Linked DNA regions of Mus musculus: regions 1, 2, 3, 4, 5 and 7 are each linked to region 6. Evidence: chromatin contacts called from public Hi-C and targeted proximity ligation data. All regions are on one chromosome and are shown on one strand. The core of a region is the stretch at or near the end of the contact, and the rest is flanking DNA. Distances in the headings are between cores, read along the strand shown. Region 1 holds the start of Drap1 (Dr1 associated protein 1 (negative cofactor 2 alpha)). Region 2 holds the start of Malat1 (metastasis associated lung adenocarcinoma transcript 1 (non-coding RNA)). Region 3 holds the start of Fermt3 (fermitin family member 3). Region 4 holds the start of Macrod1 (mono-ADP ribosylhydrolase 1). Region 5 holds the start of 4930481A15Rik (RIKEN cDNA 4930481A15 gene). Region 6 holds the start of Rasgrp2 (RAS, guanyl releasing protein 2). Region 7 holds the start of Trpt1 (tRNA phosphotransferase 1).

Region 1 (2,890 bases), core at 233-2,732, 980 kb after region 6:
TGGCGCCCACCCTCTTTGGCCCGTGGGCTCACCTTGGCCACCTGGAGACGGCCCTCAACTACAGCCCGGGCAATGCCAGCCCAGGCGTGGTCCAGCTTGAAGCCAGGTGACAGGTGAATCAGCCACTTGCCGGAGAGCACATGGTGGGTGATGGCCAGCTGGCGCAGGGTACCTGGTGTGATGGGTCGCCCACTGGTCTGCAGAGCCTCCCAGGCCGCCTGCAGCCCTTGTACATCCCCTGAGTTGGGGGTGTAACCCTGCCCATAGGCTGCAATCCAGCCCACAGGTTCAGAGTTGGGTGAACCTGGGTCCCCATAGCGAGTAACTTGAGATGGTGGGTACTTGGCCAACCAGGCATCCAGCTCTGTGGCAGGTGTGGTACGGGCATCAAATACCAGCCAGGGGTCCATATCGGCTGCCATGGCCTCTGCAGCCAGGTGCTCAGCAGTGAAGCCATCCTCCCGGCCACCTGGAGAGTCTTCCTCTTCCAGCTCCTCATTTGGTTCCATCCTGTTGTGAGGGAACTGAGTCAGAGGTTTGAGACAGTAAATAAAAAGTGCTGGGTCCTGGAGGGTGCCAGGCACTGCAGTAAACTGTGGCCCTGGGCAAGACATAATGTCTGTGCCTCAGTTGCTTCATCTTCACAATGGGTAACAACTGATCCTGTCTAGATTTGTCTCCAGAATAAGACGCCTGAGGTGGAGTAGCTATAGTTAGTACTACTTTCACTGCTTACAAACAAGGAAATTGAAACTCTTAAGAAAAGGGGCTTGCCCAAGGTCATGCCCGTAAAGAGCGCCAGAGCTTAAGTGTGAACTGGCACGGGGCTCGGCTACACCACCGGACTAGAGTCCTGCAAGGTAGCGCGGCGCTGCAATATAATGGACGTAGGCAAAACGCAGGGTCGCCAACCTCAGAGGATGGCTGTAGAGGGCCAGGCCTCCCCCGGTGAACGATTGGGGGCACCGTGAAACACCGAGGCTCTGAGCCCCAGAGAGGGCAGCGGCCCATCAGGGGGTCAATGGGTACCATCCAGACTCGAACCAGATAGGACCAGGCCTGCGCGAGGACCAGGCTCCAGCCCTACCACATCCGCCGCCATTAGTGCCCACAGCTTAAGGGTTGCCGTCCCTCTCGCCACCCCGCAGTCACCTCCGGCCTTCACTCCGTTCCGCGCCAACCCAACTTCGGGCCCGGCTCCGTTCCTGCCCGGGATCTGCTGCGCCGCCGCCGCCGCCGCCGCCACCCCCGCCGCGCCCCGCCCCTGCCACGGCCGCCGCCGCCGCCGCCATCTTAGGGTCCCGCCACCTCAACAACAACTTTATAGACAAACACAGTCACGGGGCGGGGCCAGAGGCGGAACCAGAAGGCTAGGGGCGGGGGCTCCAGGGGAAGGGGCGGGCAGCGTCCAGGGGCGGAGCCGGCGCGAGAATCCCGGGAGGTGCAGGTCTTCGGGAGGCGGAGCTAACGTTCGTACTTTAGCTTGGGGGGCGGGTGGGCGTGGCGGGCGAGCCCGGGGAAGGACGCGCACCGCCCCAGAGGATCCGAAGCCCAGCGCTCGAGTTTGGGGAGCTGCTTGTCTACGGGCGGCACTAGGACCCTGCGGGAAGTGGTGTAGGCGGAGTAAACGGCACCAGGACCCGGGGAGGGTGGGGGGGGGGACCGCGGCGGGCCGGCGGCGGACAGGCCCGGGGCCGGGAGGCTGCGGGCGGCGGCGCTGGGCCCGGCGCAACGAGAGGCCCCGAGATGCCAAGCAAGAAGAAGAAGTATAACGCGCGGTTTCCGCCGGTGAGCACGTGGCCCGGATGGGCCCCGGCAGGCAGGGCTCCCGGGAGGCTTGGGCCCAGGTCCTGCTGGTGGGGGGGGCGGGTGCCTTTAGGTGTTCACGGCCTGACGCCCCGCCCCTTCCATGCCCTCCTGACTTAGCGCCCCCCGCCCTCTTCTCCTTCTCCCGGGATACCCCCGGTTCCCTCTGTCCCCCGTGTTAGGGACGCAAGAGACGAGCTCTGTCCTCTTCCTTTCGGCAGGCGCGGATCAAAAAGATCATGCAGACGGACGAAGAGATTGGGAAGGTGGCGGCAGCTGTGCCTGTCATCATCTGTATCCTACTAGGGGCCGGTTGGGCTGAGGGGCGTGGGGCGGGACTGCGGCACTCCCCTTTTTGGATTCTCCTTGACGTCTTCAGCCCGGGCCCTTGAGCTCTTCCTGGAGTCCCTGTTGAAGAAGGCTTGCCAGGTGACCCAGTCTCGAAATGCCAAAACCATGACCACGTCCCACCTGTGAGTGGCCGCCGAGCTGGGAGGGGCTTTTGAGGAGGCAGAGTTCCGACAGGGGGAGTGGTGCAAGGCCCAGGGAGGCCAGCTTTGTGGATTTGGACTGATGCAGGAGAGATTAGGTGTTTCAGGTGCAGGGAATACAACCAGATCCGAGCCACCGGCCCTCCCAGGAGGCCTGGTGGAAGTAGGGGTGTTTTTAACGTTCCACTGTACTGACACGAAGAAGTTGTTTGTATCCTTCCCTAAGTGTTTTGGGGGCCCCATTTGAACCCCTTCCTTTCCCACTTCTTTAGGAAGCAGTGCATTGAACTCGAGCAGCAGTTTGACTTCTTGAAAGACTTGGTGGCATCAGTGCCTGACATGCAGGGGGATGGGGAGGACAACCACGTGGATGGGGACAAGGGTCCTCGAAGGTGGGTAGCCAAGACCCGGTATACAGGTGGGGAAGGCCAAGGCCACAAGGTTGGGGGTGGCTGGGGGATGAACCAGGAGGAGAGAGTCCTCGTGCAGATGGACTGTACCTTCCCGAAGGGGCCGGAAACCGGGCAGCAGCGGCAGGAAGAACGGAGGCACGGGAAGCAAAGGCAAAGACAAGAAGCTGTCCGGGACAGACT
Region 2 (2,700 bases), core at 196-2,695, 600 kb after region 6:
TAGAACGTAGAGGTGGGGAGCAGGACGGTGCCGCCAGGCCGTGTGCGATCGCGAGCTCTGGATCTCAATGCGCCCCGGGGCGCTGTTTCCCACGACTCCAGCAGCTTTTCTAAAAATCCAGGCAGCCTCCAGTTTACGGGATCAACCCGAGACTCGCTTCCCTTTGAAAATTCTAGAGTATAAAGTAAACGTACGAGCAAAGTATGTGTCTTAACACTTAATGGATGACATAGAGACCAAAAAAGCCATGTCCGTGGGCCCAGTAGGCCGCAATAAGGGGCGACCAGGAAACTGCAGCACAGCCCCCCGCAGCCGCCCTGCTCCCACACCAGTCATTCCAGCACCGTGGTGAAGGCGCTTGGGGGCGGGGCGGGGCGCGCCTGCGCAGCGAGGCTCTGCAGCAGAAACTTTGCCTAGACCGGCTGGAACCGGTTAGAACCGGTCGAACCCGGCCGGCTGCCAGCCCTCGATTCAGCAGCTCACAAAGGGAGGCGGCGACTCACGACCCGCGTATCCTTGCGCCTCTCCCCACCCCCTTTGTCCTCGCGACGGGTTCCGCGGTCCTCCCCGCCCTCCCTGGCGCGGCCCCCGCTTTCTGCGCCCAGTGACGCTTTCTCCATGGTCCTGGGAGAAAGAGAAAAACATCCTTTCCCCTCCGTCGTAGTTTTAGGAAGCGATGAGATAGACCTGGGGACCTTGCCGCCACGGGCCGGGCTCTGACGGTTATTAGCGCAGTGCGGGTGGTGCTCGGCATGGCCGCCAAGGTCGCCGTGCCCTCACCTGCAGCGACCATGGCCTTGCTGGGCTGAGACCGCAGCCTAACATGGCGGACGTAGGCAAGCACCAAAGCGCTCGTGTACCCGGGCTCGGAAAAGTGGCCCCGAGAGCAGCCGGAGGCTGCAGGTCGTCCCTACAGGAGCATTCCCAGTATAAACCAGTACAAAGTGTCACCACCTCAGAAGCCACTCGCAGGGCCGGTCACTTTCCGAGAGACCTCCATCTTGTTTCGCATGAAATGGCAGCCGCTCGGGGAGTTACAAAATGGGAAGTGGAAGCTGAAGCTGTGGGAAAGCCTGTTTTAACACTTGCAACATACGCTATACCCTCTGTCCTCCCAGGAAAACGCAAAAGGTGTTGAAACATCTGAAAAACTTGGGGCTCCCATTTTTAATAGCTATTAGTTCATGTTTTTTCTCCTTGTGACCAGAAATTTTAAACCTATTTGTACCTATTTAGCTGGTACAAGCTAAACATTTCTCTGTATTAGCAAGGTCCAAGAGGCCCACACGACGTCAAGAAAAATCTAGAAACTTGGAAGTCAGGATCTATTTTTAACTCTCTGAGGAACTATTTTTCTTCCTTCACCAAGGTGGTGGAGGGTTACTAGGTTCCGGTGGAGTGACGTGTCCCTTTGCAATAAATACCGGCGCTCCGGGCTCTGCGTCAGGCATTCAGGCAGCGAGAGCAGAGCAGCGTAGAGCAGCACAGCTGAGCTCGTGAGGCAGGAGACTCAGCCCGAGGAAATCGCAGATAAGTTTTTAATTAAAAAGATTGAGCAGTAAAAAGAATTAGAACTCTAAACTTAAGCTAATAGAGTAGCTTATCGAAATATTACTTAGTCTTAATAATCTAAGAAGATCTTAAGAGATAACATGAAGGCTTATTTAAACAGTTTGAAAAAGGAAATGAGGAGAAAAGTATTTGTACTGTATAATGGAGGCTGACCAGAGCAGTTTAGGAGATTGTAAAGGGAGGTTTTGTGAAGTTCTAAAAGGTTCTAGTTTGAAGGTCGGCCTTGTAGATTAAAACGAAGGTTACCTAAATAGAATCTAAGTGGCATTTAAAACAGTAAAGTTGTAGAGAATAGTTTGAAAATGAGGTGTAGTTTTAAAAGATTGAGAAAAGTAGGTTAAGTTGACGGCCGTTATAAAAATCCTTCGACTGGCGCATGTACGTTTGAAGGCATGAGTTGGAAACAGGGAAGATGGAAGTGTTAGGCTAGCCGGGCGATGGTGGCGCACGCCTTTAATCCTAGCACTTGGGAGGCAGAGGCAGGCGGATTTCTGAGTTCGAGGCCAGCCTGGTCTACAGAGTGAGTTCCAGGACAGCCAGGGCTACACAGAGAAACCCTGTCTTGAAAAAACAAAAAGGTTAGGCTAGTATTTGGAGAAAGAAGATTAGAAAATGGAAGTGAAAGACGAAGAAGACATACAGGAAGGTGAAGAAAAAGCTGTTAGAGAAGATAGGAAAATAGAAGACAAAGCATCTTTAGAAGACAGAAAAGGTACTTAAAGGCACAGGTAGTAGGAAGCCGAAGAATAGAAGATAGAAAGAAGCAAGATAGAAAAACAAAATGGAAGTTAAGACAACTTTGGATGCCAGCATTCAAGATAGGCAAAGAAGATAAGATTGAGGCCAAAAGGTTGGATAAGATATAAAGTCAGAAGGAAATTATCTTTAAAGCCATAAGTTCAAATTTCTGATGGAGCGAGCAGTTTAGAAGAGTCTTTAGACAGCCACATACAAGATTGAAGCTAGCAATCAAAGCTACTAGGACTGAAGTAAAAAGTTAAGGCAGAATGCCTTTGAAGAGTTAGAAGAATATTAAAAGCCTTAACTTGTAGCTTAATTTTGCTTGATGACAAAAGGACTTTTGATAACAGTTTCAAGATTGTCAGCATTTTGCATTGGACTTGAGCT
Region 3 (2,871 bases), core at 259-2,758, 620 kb before region 6:
GAAGACAGACTCATCCAGCGCCACCTCGGGCCCTCCCAGCACACGCATGGTCTCTTCACTGCTGCCCTCAATCCGAGTGTCCTTCCCTGCCCAGTCCTAGCCTCCCCGTCACTGTCTCGGCTGCTCCCCCATAGTTGGTTATTTTTTATTTGGGGCAGTGGGTGCATACGGGGAGGGGAGGGTGTTCTTCCCAACCTAGGGTCCCAGCTGTCTTCACCTGTTCTTACCCACGTCCCTCCTCAATAAAGAAGCCAGTCAGGCGTGGTTATATGTTGCTACGGTCTCCAGTGACTTTCTTCTCTTAAGACACAGTAGTGCTGAATTGGAAGCCAACACAAAGCCTTTTCTTGATGGCCTTGAAAGAAAGGTCGCTGAAGAGTGAGCTGTTTGCTTTGTCAGGGTGGCCACTAGGTGGAAGTGTCGCTCAACAACTGATGACCTACCTGCATTCTGATCAGCTTTGGGTTGATGTTCTGTGCAGTGCAGTCTTAGAGTGAACCTGCTAGGTCAACACTAGAACCTAACCTAGACTCAAGGTGGGTCAGAAAGCAGGCCTGAGACTAATACTGACAACAGCTCCTGCTGCTCCAATCCTGAGCTCCACACCACTATCTTCCTCCCACACTGTGACCAACACTGAACTTCCTCATTTGCTCCCAAAAGACTGCTTCCTGGGCTAGCAAGATGCTGAGTCCAGCACCAGGCTGTACTATGTCTTACGTTAGCCTAAACTAGCTTCCTGTCCCAACCCCAGGACTCCTCAGAGCAGCCTCTCCTAGTCACACTTAAAAAGCCTTACCTTGGGAGGAGAGGTTGGCACATACCCTTAATCCCAGCACTTGGGGCAGAGCAGGCAGATCTCTGAGTTCAAGGCCAGCCTGGTCTGCAGAGTGAGTTCTGGGACAGCCAAGGCTACACAGAAACCCTTTCTGAAAAAAGAAAAAACCACGTCCATTAATGGTAGGCTGCTGCCCTGAAAAGTCTACGTTCCTGCTCAGTTCCTTAGAGCAATTTGCATCCCAGTGCCTGGCATGGACATGAGGCTGTTGGACCACCAGAACCCTCTAAAGAGACGGGATAAAGGGTCCTGGAGGAAATCACATTGAGGTTTTATGAGGCAGAGAGGCTCTAGCATGTCACTGGACAGATTTAAGGCTGGTAGGTTTGGAAACAAGTCCTGTTTAAAGGTGGGAAGGACTTCACTGCTGACTGTAGACAGTCCCACTAAGAGCAGGCTGGAGCCGGGCAGTGGTGGCGCACCCAGCACCACCAGGGCCAGGTGGATTTCTGAGTTCGAGGCCAGCCTTGTCTACAGAGTGAGTTCCAAGACAGCCAGGGCTATACAGAGAAACCCTGTCTTGAACAACAACAAAAAATAATAATAAAAGAAAAAAGCAGGCTGGAGGTGCAACCAGTAGATGCCTGGGGGTGGGGTAAAGAGAACTTTGTGGTGTCACCCCAGCACTGTTCTTCCCTCATTTCCTGTGGTAACAAAAGCAAGGGCCCCGTGGAGCCCTCTGCGTGCTGGCAGTGTGCTTCCTGTACCCAGCAACAGCCCGCCCTGGGGAGGGACTAGTACAACTTTCATGATAAGGCCACTACAGGCTGACCTCTGAAGGAAGCAACTGAGCAGGACCAGGCCAGACCAGGGTAACAGGTGTCCCACTGCCACCTGCAGCTGCAGCCCGTTGCAGGCTAGGTAAGTGAAAGACCCAGGAGGACTCACTTGTCCCCTGCTCCGCCATTCTGTGCAGAGCAGCCACACTTGCCACCACCCTAGAGGCTTGGGTTAGAGTACTGGCTGTGAGCTGTGGGCCAGGACTTGTTTCTGAGATAGGTGGGCCTGGCAGAACTGTGAGTAGGAGAGTTGACCTGTTCTGGTACCTAGCAGGGTACTTTACAATGAGTATTGGGCCTTGGTGTCCCCACCTGTGAAACCTGAATTGGCAGGACAACGTGGACTCTAAGGAACTGTCTCTTCAGCCCAAACACTTAGGATAGTAAGAGGGTTTTATATTGACTGGATCACAGTAGCTCTCTGTACCAGTGTCCCCAAAGCCTACCCACCTACCCAGGGTACCCTAGGACTCCTGCTTATTTCTAGGCAGCCCACTGTCTACTCACCTTGTCTCAGCAGAAACAGCCGCAGCCATGGCGGGTATGAAGACAGCCTCCGGGGACTATATCGACTCTTCCTGGGAGCTGAGGGTGTTTGTGGGCGAGGAGGACCCTGAGGCCCAGTCTGTCACACTCCGAGTCACGGGGGAGTCGCACATTGGTGGGGTACTTCTGAAGATCGTGGAGGAAATCAGTGAGTCCCCGTGACCCTATGTATCCAGTCATGACAGCTCTCCCTGGCTTTTCTAGGCCATTCTCGCCTCTACTCATAACCTTGTCACAGTGACTCAGGCAACAGTCTTTAATTATTTGGTTCCAAAGAAGGTATTTCTTCAACTTCCCCTCTCCATACTTCCTCCAGCTCCTACTGGTTCTGTCTAGTCTCCAAGAGACAGACAACATGGTCCCCTGTGTGTCTTGCCTGTGCCGAGGCTTATTATGTTCCTGAGGGATGGCTAGGAGGTTCCTGGGGACCTGGCACCTACTCTCCTAAATTTCCTCCCCAGCAAACCACTTGGCAGGCTGCTGACAGTGGGTGAGAGGCCCTGCCCCCACAGGAAGTTACGGCAGAGTAGGCTAGGGCGATATCAGTCACCCAGAAGGCCCCATGAGGCTTCTCATCAACTTTACCAGCAGAGAATGAGAGTTATCACTTCCTGGGAGGATGGCAGGAAAGCCCCGATAGTCAGAGCCGGAAGACATCCCACCATGAGCTCCCGATAGTCAGAGCCGGAAGACATCCCACCATGAGCT
Region 4 (2,900 bases), core at 196-2,695, 660 kb before region 6:
AGACGCAGACGGTACACTACGTGTGGTACTGCCCCAACTCTCCTCCTCTCCCTGGGTTGCTGCTCTCCATGGGTAAGCAGGACTCTAAGGAAGAACACTAACTCCCTCTGCTGGAATTCTGGACGAGCCCCGCAACTCCCGGCCAAGGTTGAGGGAGTGGCAAGTTCTGATTGCTCCCAAAGAAGACTGTCAAGTGCTTTAGGATCCTGGGCAGACTTGCAACAAGGGAGAGCTCTCTTTTCTAAAAAGGAACCAATCTGAGGTTACCTTCAACCCCGCTTGACCCAGCCCCCATGGTCACGCCCACTAGCAGCCCAGCCAATGGCCTTAGCCGCTCATTGGGAGGAGGATCGGCCCGGAATAATAAGGGAAGCACTGGCGCTGAAAGGCAGGGGCAGCTGGACTGCCACTCAGGGCTATTTGGGGCTCTGCACTTTGCATTCCAGTTAGCGACTAGGTCGTCCGGGACCCGTGGCCCCTTCCTGGCATGCCCGTCCAGGAGGAGAAATACTTTCATTCTTGAGGGAGTCAGTGATTCTCACAAGCCCACGCCCGATGTCAGCCTGCTCTCCAAGTTCTATGATCCCAGTCCCTCAAGAAGGAGCAAAGTGCTGGCAAGGGGCCAGAAGCCAGCAGGAGGGCAAAACGGGCACCTACCATACTCCCAGAGAGGCCCCCGAGCTGCCATTCTTGGGGCTACCTGACCCTACCTGATAGGCCAAGCTTCTACACTTTGCCTTTGCACACTCCCAGCCTGACCTTGGGGAAGTGAACTCTGGCCCTAAGCCTCAGTTTCCCTCCTGTGCATGCATGGAGGAAGGTGGCAGATCCCAGAGGATCTGGGGGTGTGGGGGGTGTGGACTACCTGGGACCATTGCTGAGGTAAGGCCGCCTTCCCCACTCGTTTAGTCAAGGGGTAACCTGGTGTAGGAGCTGGGTATGGATGTGGGCTAAAGGGGTTCCCGAGTGTCTCAGTTGCTCGTGGAGTGCCTTTCGGCCGGGGAGACCCACGCCCTGCGCTCACACTTACATTTGGCCTCCTTCCAGTCGGTGGAGGTGCTCAGGTCCACCTTCGCGGCCATGGCCAGGGGGGCCCAGGTGCGCACCCAGGCTCCACGCCCCGCCGCCCCCCACGCCCCAACTCCCGCCGAGAGCCACGCGCAGTAGCCGTGCTCGCCCAGTGCCACCAGGGGACCGCACGCACTGCCACGGGGCCGCGGGCCACCCGCCGAGCGGCCGGGCCAGGGGCGCAGGGAGACCAGCAGCTGCCCCGCCGCGCGCAGCTGTGCCAGGCGGCCGGACACTTGGCTCTGCAGCGACATGAGCAGGCGGTGCCGGGCGGCTCCCCGCCCACTCGGACTCTATTTACGGTGCTCCGGAGAGTCGCGCTCGGTCCCTTATTTACTCTGGGACGAGAGTGGCGCGTGCCAGCCCGTGGCGACCTGCTTAGAGACCGCGGGCGGCGCGCCGCTGGGCACCCTGGAACTTGTAGTTCCGTCCCGGCCCACTGCGCTCACGCACTGGTAGCACACACGTGCGCACCCAGCCTGTCTGTGTCCTCCCGAGTGTGGCTGCAGCCAACCTTCCGAAGCTCGGTGATTCGACAAGGCACTCCGTGCGTGGGTTTTCCCGCCAAGTCGGCTTCTAGTTCTTTCCGCCTAGTTGCCGTGGCTCATAAGTAAACTCGGTCCTATCGCGTGTTTTGTAGGCATAGAGAGACCTGGACTTGTGTTGGTGCCTCCGCATCACCCAGCTCTGCTTCTGATCCACAGCAGCTGCACGTTCCAGCCTGCCAAGGTGGGGCGGGGGTGATAGGTGCCGCGGACCTATGTGTTAGGGTGGGGCAACTTTTCTGAAGAGCTCGACCTCCCTTAAGCTCCAAGAGCCAAGCAGCGCCGACTGAATTCCACAGCAGCTCACAAGACATTAGTGAGATTTGACAGGAAGAAACCTAGGTGTCAAATAGGCATGGTAAGGCATACTTACAATCCAGCATTCCAGAGGGTGAGGGCGGAGGATCTTAGGAAAGTTTAGGATCAGCCTGACTTACAAGGCAGCCACATAGCAAGACCCTGTCTCAGTCAATAGGTCAGTCTAACAATCAATATAAAAAAGAGCCGGGCAGTGGTGGCGTATGCCTTTAATCCCAGCACTTGGGAGGCAGAGGCAAGCTGATTTCTGAGTTCGAGGCTAGCCTGGTCTACAGAGAGTTCCAGACAGCCAGAGCTACACAGAGAAACCCTGTCTTCAAAAACCAAAAACCAAAAAAAAAAAGGAGAAAAGGAGAGAGAATATGGATCTATAAATGTGGGTGTATAGAAACACTAGAGTAGTGACCTAAGAAGGATAATTTTTTTCTTCTTTATTTTTCTCCTTTTCTTTTGTTGTTGTTGTTGTTGTTGTTGTTGTTTTTTTTTTTTCTTCTCGAGACAGAGTTTCTCTTTGTAGCCCTGGCTGTCCTGGAACTCACTCTGCAGACCAGGCTGGCCTCAAACTCAGAAATCTGCTTGCCTCTGCCTCCCAAGTGCTGGGATTAAAGGCGTGCGCCACCACTGCCCGGCTAATTTTTTTTTTCCTCATATTCCATAATGACATATGCCTGTAACCTGTTCCCGGTTAGCCACTACTTCATATTCAGTTCCACACCAGCCTGGCCTACCTGAGAGCTGGTTGTCAGAGCTACCCAGTGAGACTCTACATTTTTATTTAAAAAGAAAGCGGGGGTGGGGGAGGGATTTAAATCCCGGGGCTGGAGAGATGACTCAGCAGTTAAGATCCCTGACTGCTGTTCCAGAGGACCAGAATTCTATTTCCAGCCCTCACATGGTGGCTCAAAAATCTTCTGTAACTCCAGTTCCAAGGGATGCCACGCCCTCTTCTGGCCTTGCATGGAGTAGTGC
Region 5 (2,700 bases), core at 45-2,544, 990 kb after region 6:
GAAAATTTGAGGCTAGCCTGAGCTGCAGAGTAAGATAGTGGAGGTGACCCCCCTAAAACATAAAATAGGGGATAGTGAGGTGACTCAATGGGGAAAGTGCTCTCTGTGCAAGCCGGATGACATGAGTTCAATTCCCAGAACCCACATGAAAGTGGCAAGAGAGAACAAAGTTGACTTCTGACCCCACATACATGCTGTGGCAGTAGCCACCCCCTTCCTATCATGCACACACAATAACAATAAAAATAAATAGAACAAATGAATGAGTGATTTAAAATAAAGTGACTGGTTTTACGTCACCGTCAGATCTCTGAGCTTGACTCACTCTTACTTTGTGTTCGCCTCTCTGAACTTGATTTAGAACAACACAGTTGCTGCTCTCCTGGCCAGTGGAGCCCCTACCATCGAGCACAGAGGGAAGCGTCCTTCCTATCCTCACCCTCTACTCCAAACTCCTGCTCTCCTATTGTAAAGGGATGGGAGGAGAACGGTGGTAAAGGAGGAGTGGGCATGACTGGCTCCTCCAGGTGCTGGATAAAGCTACTCCAGCAAGATAAAGCTACTCCAGCAGGAAGAGATGCTCAGCAGATGGGAGAGTGTACCACAGATGGGAGAGTGTACCACAGATGGGAGAGTGTACCACAGATGGGAGAGTGTACCACAGATGGGAGAGTGTACCACAGATGGGAGAGTGTACCACAGAGGGTTCAGCTTCCAGGTCCCACATAGCGGCTCATAACGATCTGTAACTTCAGTTTCAGTGACCAGCGCCCTCTTCTGGACTCTCTGGGCATGTGGGGCACGGACATACACGCAAGCAAAACATCCTTACACATTTAAAGAGTTTAAACTACAAAAGCTGTTCTTATCTGTGGGTGCTGCCTGTGTTTTCTGGGACACCTTTCCAGATCGACCCCAACTTCAGCAAATGGTAGCCCCTATGTTTCGATGGCTCTGATTTTCTTCCCTCTGGCACACGCAGACCCATTCTATGGGGGCTCCCCTCACAGGATCCGTTTTTTTACCTTAGGGTTAGTCAGTCTCCACTGCCAGGCCATACGCTTGCTGGAGGTCACGGCACTACTGACGCCCTGGGCCACCACAACACCAGTGAGCCTCTTGAGCTTTCTTAGAGCACTTAGTACCAGATTTAGAATTAGAAGACAATTCACCAGTCAGGCGTGTGGTGCAGGCCTTTAGTCCCAGCACCCAGCAGGGGCAGGTGGATCTTTGAGTTTGAAGCCAGCCTGGTCTACAGAGTGAGTTCCAGTCCAGTCAAGGTTACATGTTGGGAGCCGCCCCCACATTCGCCGTCACAAGATGGCGCTGACATCCTGTGTTCTAAGTGGTAAACAAATAATCTGCGCATGTGCCAAGGGTATTTTACGACTACTTGTACTCTGCCTTTCCCGTGAACGTCAGCTCGGCCATGGGCTGCAGCCAATCAGGGAGTGATGCGTCCTAAGCGAAGGATAACTCCTCCTTAAAGGGGACGGGGTTTCGGCCATTCTCTCTTGCTCTGCGCGCCCGGCGCTCTGGCTCCTAAAGATGTAAACAATAGAGCGCGCTCTGCGCTTTGGCGCGCCGGAGCTCTGGCTCCTAAAGATGTAAGATTGGGGTGGCTTTCGCTTTTGGGGCTGGGGGTTTGCGCTCCTGGCTCCTGAAGATGTAAGCAATAAAGTTTTGCCGCAGAAGATTCTGGTTTGTTGTGTTCTTTCCTGGCCGGTCGTGAGAACGCGAATAAGAGTTACACAGTGAAATCATGTCTTGAAAAAAAAAACAAACATAAAAAAGGAGGAGGAGGAGGAGGAGGAGGAAGAGGAGGAGGACAGGAAGAGGGAAAGAAGACAGTTTAGTAGCTTCAGGTTTGAGATCTCAGCAGGATACCAGCTGTTTCCAAACTGATGTCATTACCAACTCACTCTCTCAAAATTTACCCTAGAGGCTGGCAAGACACCTCAGCGGGTAAAGGAGCCACGAAACATAACGTCAACCTAAGCTTGACAGCTGAGACTCACACGGCAGAAGGGGAGAACTGACTATAAGTTATCCTCCCAGTGGTCACATGCATCCCAGACCACACACCCCAGCCTATCCACAAATAGATAAATAAGTGTAAAAGTCTAAGAAATCTACCCTTGCACCGGGAGCACGTTTCAGGAGGCAGGGTGCGTGCCTGGGATGCAAGAAGCCTTGAGTTAAGGGTCCAGCACCAAATAAACCAGGCACAGTGGCGAGCACTGTAATCTCCACGCTAGGGAGGTGGAGGCAGGAGGATCAGAAGTTGAAGTTTATCCTTGTCTGTATAGCAAGTTCAAAGCTAGCCTGGGCTACATTAGACTCTTTCTTAGATAGATAGATAGATAGATAGATAGATAGATAGATAGATAGATAGATAGATAGAATCCAATTTGAATCCATTCATACTTCTGACAAGGATGAGGGTCAAAAGTGGCAGAGTGTGGATCAGGCTGGGGCTGGAGAGACAGCTCAGAGGATAAGAGCACTGGCTGCTCTTCCAGAGGATTTCGGTTGGGTTCCCAGCACCCACATGGAGGCTCACAACTGTAACTCCTTTCCAGATCCAGTGTTCTCTTCTGACCTCAGCAGGCACTGAATTCATGTGATATACATACAGATATACTTGTGGGTAAAACACCCATACATATCAAGTAAAAATGTCAATATTTTTTAAAAAAT
Region 6 (2,960 bases), core at 257-2,756:
TCAGTGTTGGGACCCTGGGGCCCCTTCCTTGACGTCTGTACAAGGGGTACATTGGGGTACTTCTCCGCAAAATCAAGGAGCTTTTCTTAAGAAGACTTCAAAATAGGAGCCTGGGTAGGTTCTGGCCTAGAGTCTGGTTCAGGGTCCAGCTGGGTGTGACCCCTCGTGCTGCATGCAACTCACCAAACGCTTCGATGCAACCACGGAGCAGCTCCTCCACGGTGCAGCCCTTGTCCAGGTCCAGAGTGCTCGTCATGGCTGCCGGTGCCAGTAGGCTAGACCCAAGCTACACTCTCAGAGCCTCCCACGGTGCTCAATTCGGACCCCTGTCCTGGGAGAAGTGGGAGTCAGCAGAGGCGCGGGAGGTGGGGGGAGCGGCTCGGCGCGTAGGAACGGGGCGGAGTGGGCACGCCCCCTGCTGGGCATGGGCGGAGTTGCCTGCCGTTGCCCCTCTAGGGTTAAACGGTCCTGCCCCGGGATGGTGCAACTCGCTAGTTGGGAAATGGACTAGCTGAGAGGCTTCCGGCCCACCCGCGGAGTCGCGGGAGGTTAGAAGGGTTCTACGAGAATAAGGGACGAGCCAGGACCCCAGGGGTTAGTTAGTGCCCCAAGCCTCCTGGCGGGCCCTCCTCTCCTTGCATTTGCTCCCCACAGGCACCTGCAACACCCCACAGCTTGACTCTGCACTCCTCCCGCTTCCCCTCCCTTCACAGCCTCCCTTCCCCCGCAGGGTTATTTTGGGAACCCAGTGCCTGAGGGGACCTCGGAGGAATTTCTCCCTGGGATGGAAGGAGGGAGGAGGGAACCCAGGAGTCCTGCCTACATCTCCCCCTCCTGGGCTCCCCGAGTGGGAGGCGGGGCCGTAGCATCCCCCAGGGGCCTGCCCTTGGGGAGGAGGGCTAGAGAGAAGAACATTCCTGGGGCGGGGGGTGGGAGGGGTAGCCCACTGCGGTTGGGAGATGTCAGTGGGAAGCCAAAGCCTGGGAACCGCGGACTCCCAACCCACAAGTACTAAGGTCCCAGGAGTCCGGTCCTAGCCCTTCCAGAATTGCCATATATCTTCCCAACCTGGGCTCCCGCCTTCCCACCCACCCTGCTGCATAGTTAAATTGTGCGTGAGAGCACCGAGTAGGGAGCCCAGAAGGGGCCGCTAGCGCCATGGCCTGCATGACACCATTAATAATCCTGGTCATCAGTGGGGACTATAAAAGCACCCATGCAGGAACAAACACCTATTCTCTAGACTAGGTATTTGCCGAAGGCCAATGACCTACATTAAGTGCAAGAAGACCCTTTTCACACACACCAGGGTCATAGACACCTCCCGTCCTAATCACACACAATGGCACCCACATCCCATGCACACCTGCAATGAAAATCCTCAGCCACACATACCCAAGTCCTTTACTTCAGAATGCAAACCTGAATGCAGTTCACCTCCCAGACCTTCTGTTCACTTGAACCAGCTCAGCCTCTGATCTCTCGATCACAGTAGCTCTGACATCTGAACACGTGTGCACACACGCAAAGACAGTGCATCTCCACGCATGTACACTCCCACACGCATCCACATACCCCCTGGTTGCGCACACACCCATTCTGCCGCCCCTCCCCCCTCAACCAGGCTCCAGGGCTCGCAGCCCCAAAGCCTGGGGTTCTTTACATTCCTGGATCTCGCCAAAACCTTGTCCCAAGGAAAGGGACCTCGCCCTTACACAGACTCCCCTACATTAGGGAATCCTCCCGAGGACTTCTCAGAGTCGTTCCCTCCTGACTGTTACTTCCTTGCTGGGTGACCTTGAGAATCATTTAGTCTCTCTGAACCTCAATTTTCCCATCTGTCAAATGGGGACTTGCAGGGAAGAGCCTGGTAGATACGTTTCAGGCGAGCACCGGAATGCCTCGAACGCCCCCCTCCTGCGGGTGGCTCTAAGTGCCTCATCCCCTCCGCAAGCTCTGTCCCACCCAGGACCGCAGATTCCCCACCCACCCGCAGTCCCCGCCAGCCTGCCCCTAGGAGATCCCTAGGGGCCGCACCCTCTGTGTCCCACGCCCCACCCGCGCGCGTGCTCGCTCACTCACTCTTGGGACCCGCAGCGCGGACCCCGAACCCTGCCCGGCCAGCGCCACCTCCGTGCGCTCCCGCCCGCCGGCCTCGCTGCGGCTGCGGCTCCCACCCGGTCTCCGCGCCGCGGCCCAGCGCCCTGCCGCCCCGCCCCCTCCCCGCCCCTGCACCCCGCGCCGCGCCTCCTCCACCGGGGACTCCCCCTCTCGCCCCGCGCGCGCCGGGCCCTGAAGCAGATTAACCCCTCCCCTGCCGCCCCAGAGAGTTTAACCGCGGGCGGGGGGCTGCGCCACTGTTGGTGTGGGGACCGCGTGCAGCAGCCCTCCCCCACCGCGACACCCCCGGGCTCTGCGCCCCGCCTGGGTGTCGCACGGAGGAAGCCGGGAGGGGCAGGAAGCGGACTGCGGTGGGGAAGGGGCGCCCCGCCCAGCCCCCCGGTCCGGGTTCCTGTTTTCGAGACAAACCGTTCCCACGGGGTTCACCCTGCCCGGGCCCGGGCGTCTTCCTGCGGGCGGCGGAGGCCCGGGCGTGGTGGAGGTCGCGGGCGTGGGGCTGCGGATCCTTGCGATGGCCTGGGGGAGGGGCTGGGACAGAATGCGAGCTGGTTTTGGTCCAGTGGAGCCTCAAAAAGCCAGGAATGAATGAACGAACACGCGGCTCCCTGGGAACCCAGGTTCGTTGTCTAGAGATGGGGCGAGGGACACCCCACTGGGCAAGAGAGAAAGAGGCGTCTATAAATTGGGTAGGTGCTTTGCAGTTTCGGAACTGGAAGCCTTGGATGCATGGGCCGAGACGAGGAACTTGGGAGGGGCAGCCACAAGCAGTTATGTCCCTCACACCTAGCCTAGGGATAGGTAACAGTTTCCGGCCGTTTAGACTCACTATGAAACCCAGG
Region 7 (2,700 bases), core at 61-2,560, 600 kb before region 6:
AGAGTTCAAGATGAGGCTAGCTTAGGCTACATGACATTTTGTCCCCAAAATGAAAAATGAGGCTTTCTAGATGGTGCCACAATTAAAAAAAGCACTGGCTGTTCTTCCTAAGGACCTGGGGCCGGGTCCCAGCACTCACACGGCAGCTCCCAACCACCTGTAATTCCTGTCCCACTGGAATGCAATGCTCTCTTCTGGCCTCTGCGAGAGCCAAGTATGCACGTGGGGCAGGCAAAACACTCATGCACATAAAAAACCAAAACCAAAACCAAGACAAACAAACAAACAAAACACTACAAAAAGAAACCAGAACAGTGTGTCTGCTCCAGGGAGAGTAACATAGCAAGCACTAAGTATCCGCCCACAGCGGCCATTCAATAAACATCAGTTGTTCAGTATGCTCCTCTGTCCATCCTTGGGAAGTGTTGATTGGGCCAGTTGGTCGAAAGAGACATCATGAAGTCCAGCCTAGACAGGGGCTCCTCTTCCAGAGGATATGAAAGAGGTTCTGGGCCTTGTACATTTTTTCCCCTGTACATTTGGAGGGTGTGTCTATTCTGCATTCCTCTTGGGGCAATGTTAAGAATTAAAGTCGAGGAGACAGAGGTTCCAGTTGCTCTCTGGGCTCCCACCATTCCTCCCAGTTCCAGCATGGTTACTTACCAGCTCGCATGGGAAGTCCCAGCTTCAAGGCCCCGTGGCGAAGGGCATAGGACAGAGCCTTAGACAGCTGCACATTTCGGTCCTGAAAGAGTCCAGTGATGATCTGAGTTTCAGTAGCCAGCCCTGGATGTCCTACTGCTAAGGCAGGCTAGAACAGCGCCCATGGTGCTGCAGTCTACCCCACCAAGAAGCTAAGGCTCAGAGGGTCTCTCCCATGTCCTAGCGTTGTGGGTAAGGCTGGAAAGGTGCGCACCTGTTCCCGGGGTCTATGAGTCCTTCTACCTTCCTTCCTCCTTCCTCCAGGGGCGTTCATGATCAAGACCTGTAGGGAGCAGGGAGTGTGGGTTCTCTGCCCAGAAAGTTACAAAAGCTCAGGATAAGAACCGCACTGCTCATCCCACCCTAGTTCAGCAAGGGAACTTGAGGCCCAGCGGGCGAGACTTGCTCAAGGTCACACTGGCAGCCTCGAGGCCCGAGGGATCCGGACCAGACCCCGGGCCCTGAAATCAGATCACAGCACGGCTGCCCCGGGCACCGGGCTGGCGTATGCGTTGACAAGTAGGTCGGCGGGTCTGCATAGATCTGAAGGGCTCCACTGCGGAGGGCGGGATCCGGACCTGAACACGGACTGGCTAATGGGAAGCCAGGAAAGAAAGGGGCGGGTACTTCCGCTTGGGGAAAGGGGTGGACTTTGGGGGCCGGGCCAGCCGCTAAATTCCGAGATCAAGCTTCCAGATCCTGGGAGTAGATCAAGCGTGTCCAGGTTGGAGGTAGGACTCCTGGAGTTGGGGGGGGGGGGGGCGGGGGCCTTGAGAGTTTTGGGGACCTAGTGCTGCTGGGTGGTAGGGTTGCCAGAGGCTTTAGGGGTTTGGGACAGCAGGATTCCAGGGCGCCTGCTGAGCTCAGTACTCTTGCTGGAATGATGCTCGCAATAAGTAGTCAGGGATCTGCAAAAGGACTGGGGAGCACTCAGGAGTTCTGTGGAAGAGAGGGTCAGCTCGTTTCCTAGAGTGACAGGATGGCCATCTGTGTCCTCTGCCAGAGCTGCCCTGTCAGACTATGGACCCCGAGGTGTCCCTGCTGCTGCTGTGCCCTCTTGGGGGACTTTCCCAGGAGCAGGTAGCAGTGGAGCTGAGCCCGGCTCATGACCGTCGTCCATTGCCTGGAGGAGACAAGGCCATCACTGCCATCTGGGAGACTCGGCAACAGGCCCAACCTTGGATCTTTGATGCTCCCAAGTTCCGCCTTCACTCAGCCACACTGGTGTCCAGCTCGCCTGAGCCACAGCTGCTCCTGCACTTGGGTCTAACTTCCTACCGGGACTTCCTGGGCACCAACTGGTCCAGCTCAGCCTCCTGGCTGCGACAGCAGGGCGCTGCAGATTGGGGTGACAAGCAAGCCTATCTGGCAGACCCACTGGGGGTGGGTGCCGCACTGGTCACAGCTGACGACTTCCTTGTCTTCCTGCGCCGCTCTCAGCAGGTAGCGGAAGCTCCCGGACTGGTGGATGTACCCGGTGGGCACCCTGAACCTCAGGTAAGATGACTGGCTAGGTCCAAAGGCTCAAAATCCAAGCACTCCTGGTCCTGGTTTCCTCTTCTCATAAAGGGAAAACCGGCTTGGTATTTCTGAGCCTGCAGGCGCATGCTCTGCTGTCCAGGAGAATGTGGGGCCCAGCTGAGCACAACCCATGACTCTCCACCACTACTGGGAGGAAACAAGGTGCTCACTGCCATCTGGGAGCCCCAGCCATAAATCTAAGCTGGAACACACCTATGGAAGCTAGGGAACATGGGAGGAGAGACTGAAGGGAGGATGCCTCTTCTTATCCGATCCATGTAATCCTTCCTAGCTGGGCTTCCGATTGCTCTCCTTGGAATAGGTGGGCCTGGGTTAGGGATTGCCAGGACTCTCACACTGAGTCTGCTCCAGGCCTCCATGCCCAGCAAGAGAAAAGCGGCGGTGTGGGAAGTGGCATAGATGAAATCTGAGCCTCAACTTTTCACAGGCCCTGTGCTCTGGTGGCATCCCCCGGCA

Evidence for each region. A called contact is a pair of places that touch in the nucleus more often than the background predicts.
Region 1: a targeted proximity ligation map of pancreatic cancer cells shows a contact between it and region 6. A contact is called at or near these places in 2 of 130 datasets of targeted methods (double positive thymocytes and pancreatic cancer cells) and 1 of 9 other capture datasets (liver).
Region 2: a targeted proximity ligation map of memory CD8 T cells shows a contact between it and region 6, with 35 read pairs. A contact is called at or near these places in 1 of 39 promoter capture datasets (pre-B cells) and 3 of 130 datasets of targeted methods (double positive thymocytes, memory CD8 T cells and pancreatic cancer cells).
Region 3: a targeted proximity ligation map of double positive thymocytes shows a contact between it and region 6, with 3 times the contacts expected there. A contact is called at or near these places in 12 of 39 promoter capture datasets (the 3T3-L1 cell line, the C10 cell line, cranial neural crest and 6 more), 12 of 130 datasets of targeted methods (T-cell acute lymphoblastic leukemia, bone marrow-derived dendritic cells, double positive thymocytes and 6 more) and 1 of 9 other capture datasets (liver).
Region 4: a targeted proximity ligation map of pro-B cells shows a contact between it and region 6, with 2.5 times the contacts expected there. A contact is called at or near these places in 1 of 39 promoter capture datasets (pre-B cells), 4 of 130 datasets of targeted methods (large pre-B cells, memory CD8 T cells, pancreatic cancer cells and 1 more) and 1 of 9 other capture datasets (liver).
Region 5: a targeted proximity ligation map of bone marrow-derived macrophages shows a contact between it and region 6, with 3 times the contacts expected there. A contact is called at or near these places in 1 of 484 Hi-C or Micro-C datasets (B cells), 3 of 130 datasets of targeted methods (bone marrow-derived macrophages, double positive thymocytes and embryonic forebrain) and 1 of 9 other capture datasets (liver).
Region 7: a Hi-C map of B cells shows a contact between it and region 6, with 15 read pairs. A contact is called at or near these places in 10 of 39 promoter capture datasets (the C10 cell line, cranial neural crest, embryonic stem cells and 5 more), 3 of 484 Hi-C or Micro-C datasets (B cells and embryonic stem cells), 16 of 130 datasets of targeted methods (SST interneurons, T-cell acute lymphoblastic leukemia, bone marrow-derived macrophages and 10 more) and 2 of 9 other capture datasets (embryonic stem cells and liver).

The regions. Positions count from the first base shown.
Region 1 is chr19:5,423,571-5,426,460 of GRCm38.p6, reverse strand. It overlaps Drap1 (Dr1 associated protein 1 (negative cofactor 2 alpha)), which reads left to right and starts at 1,482. Exons shown (of 7, transcript NM_024176.2): 1 at 1,482-1,788; 2 at 2,028-2,100; 3 at 2,186-2,279; 4 at 2,570-2,689; 5 at 2,808-2,890. The coding sequence starts at 1,747. It overlaps AI837181 (expressed sequence AI837181), which reads right to left and starts at 1,317. Exons shown (of 2, transcript NM_134149.2): 1 at 1,153-1,317; 2 at 1-510. The coding sequence starts at 1,292.
Region 2 is chr19:5,801,417-5,804,116 of GRCm38.p6, reverse strand. It overlaps Malat1 (metastasis associated lung adenocarcinoma transcript 1 (non-coding RNA)), which reads left to right and starts at 1,445. Exons shown (of 1, transcript NR_002847.3): 1 at 1,445-2,700.
Region 3 is chr19:7,018,106-7,020,976 of GRCm38.p6, reverse strand. It overlaps Fermt3 (fermitin family member 3), which reads left to right and starts at 1,508. Exons shown (of 15, transcript NM_153795.2): 1 at 1,508-1,699; 2 at 2,138-2,311. The coding sequence starts at 2,152. It overlaps Stip1 (stress-induced phosphoprotein 1), which reads left to right. Exons shown (of 14, transcript NM_016737.2): 14 at 1-281.
Region 4 is chr19:7,055,313-7,058,212 of GRCm38.p6, reverse strand. It overlaps Macrod1 (mono-ADP ribosylhydrolase 1), which reads right to left and starts at 1,445. Exons shown (of 11, transcript NM_134147.4): 1 at 1,031-1,445. The coding sequence starts at 1,322.
Region 5 is chr19:5,405,409-5,408,108 of GRCm38.p6, reverse strand. 4930481A15Rik (RIKEN cDNA 4930481A15 gene) reads right to left here and starts at 1,294. Exons shown (of 4, transcript NR_027938.2): 1 at 1,026-1,294.
Region 6 is chr19:6,399,087-6,402,046 of GRCm38.p6, reverse strand. It overlaps Rasgrp2 (RAS, guanyl releasing protein 2), which reads right to left and starts at 1,506. Exons shown (of 17, transcript NM_011242.3): 1 at 1,396-1,506; 2 at 184-326. The coding sequence starts at 256.
Region 7 is chr19:6,994,741-6,997,440 of GRCm38.p6, reverse strand. It overlaps Trpt1 (tRNA phosphotransferase 1), which reads right to left and starts at 1,310. Exons shown (of 7, transcript NM_153597.2): 1 at 917-1,310; 2 at 664-745. The coding sequence starts at 976. Nudt22 (nudix (nucleoside diphosphate linked moiety X)-type motif 22) reads left to right here and starts at 1,404. Exons shown (of 6, transcript NM_026675.2): 1 at 1,404-1,433; 2 at 1,706-2,199; 3 at 2,672-2,700. The coding sequence starts at 1,723.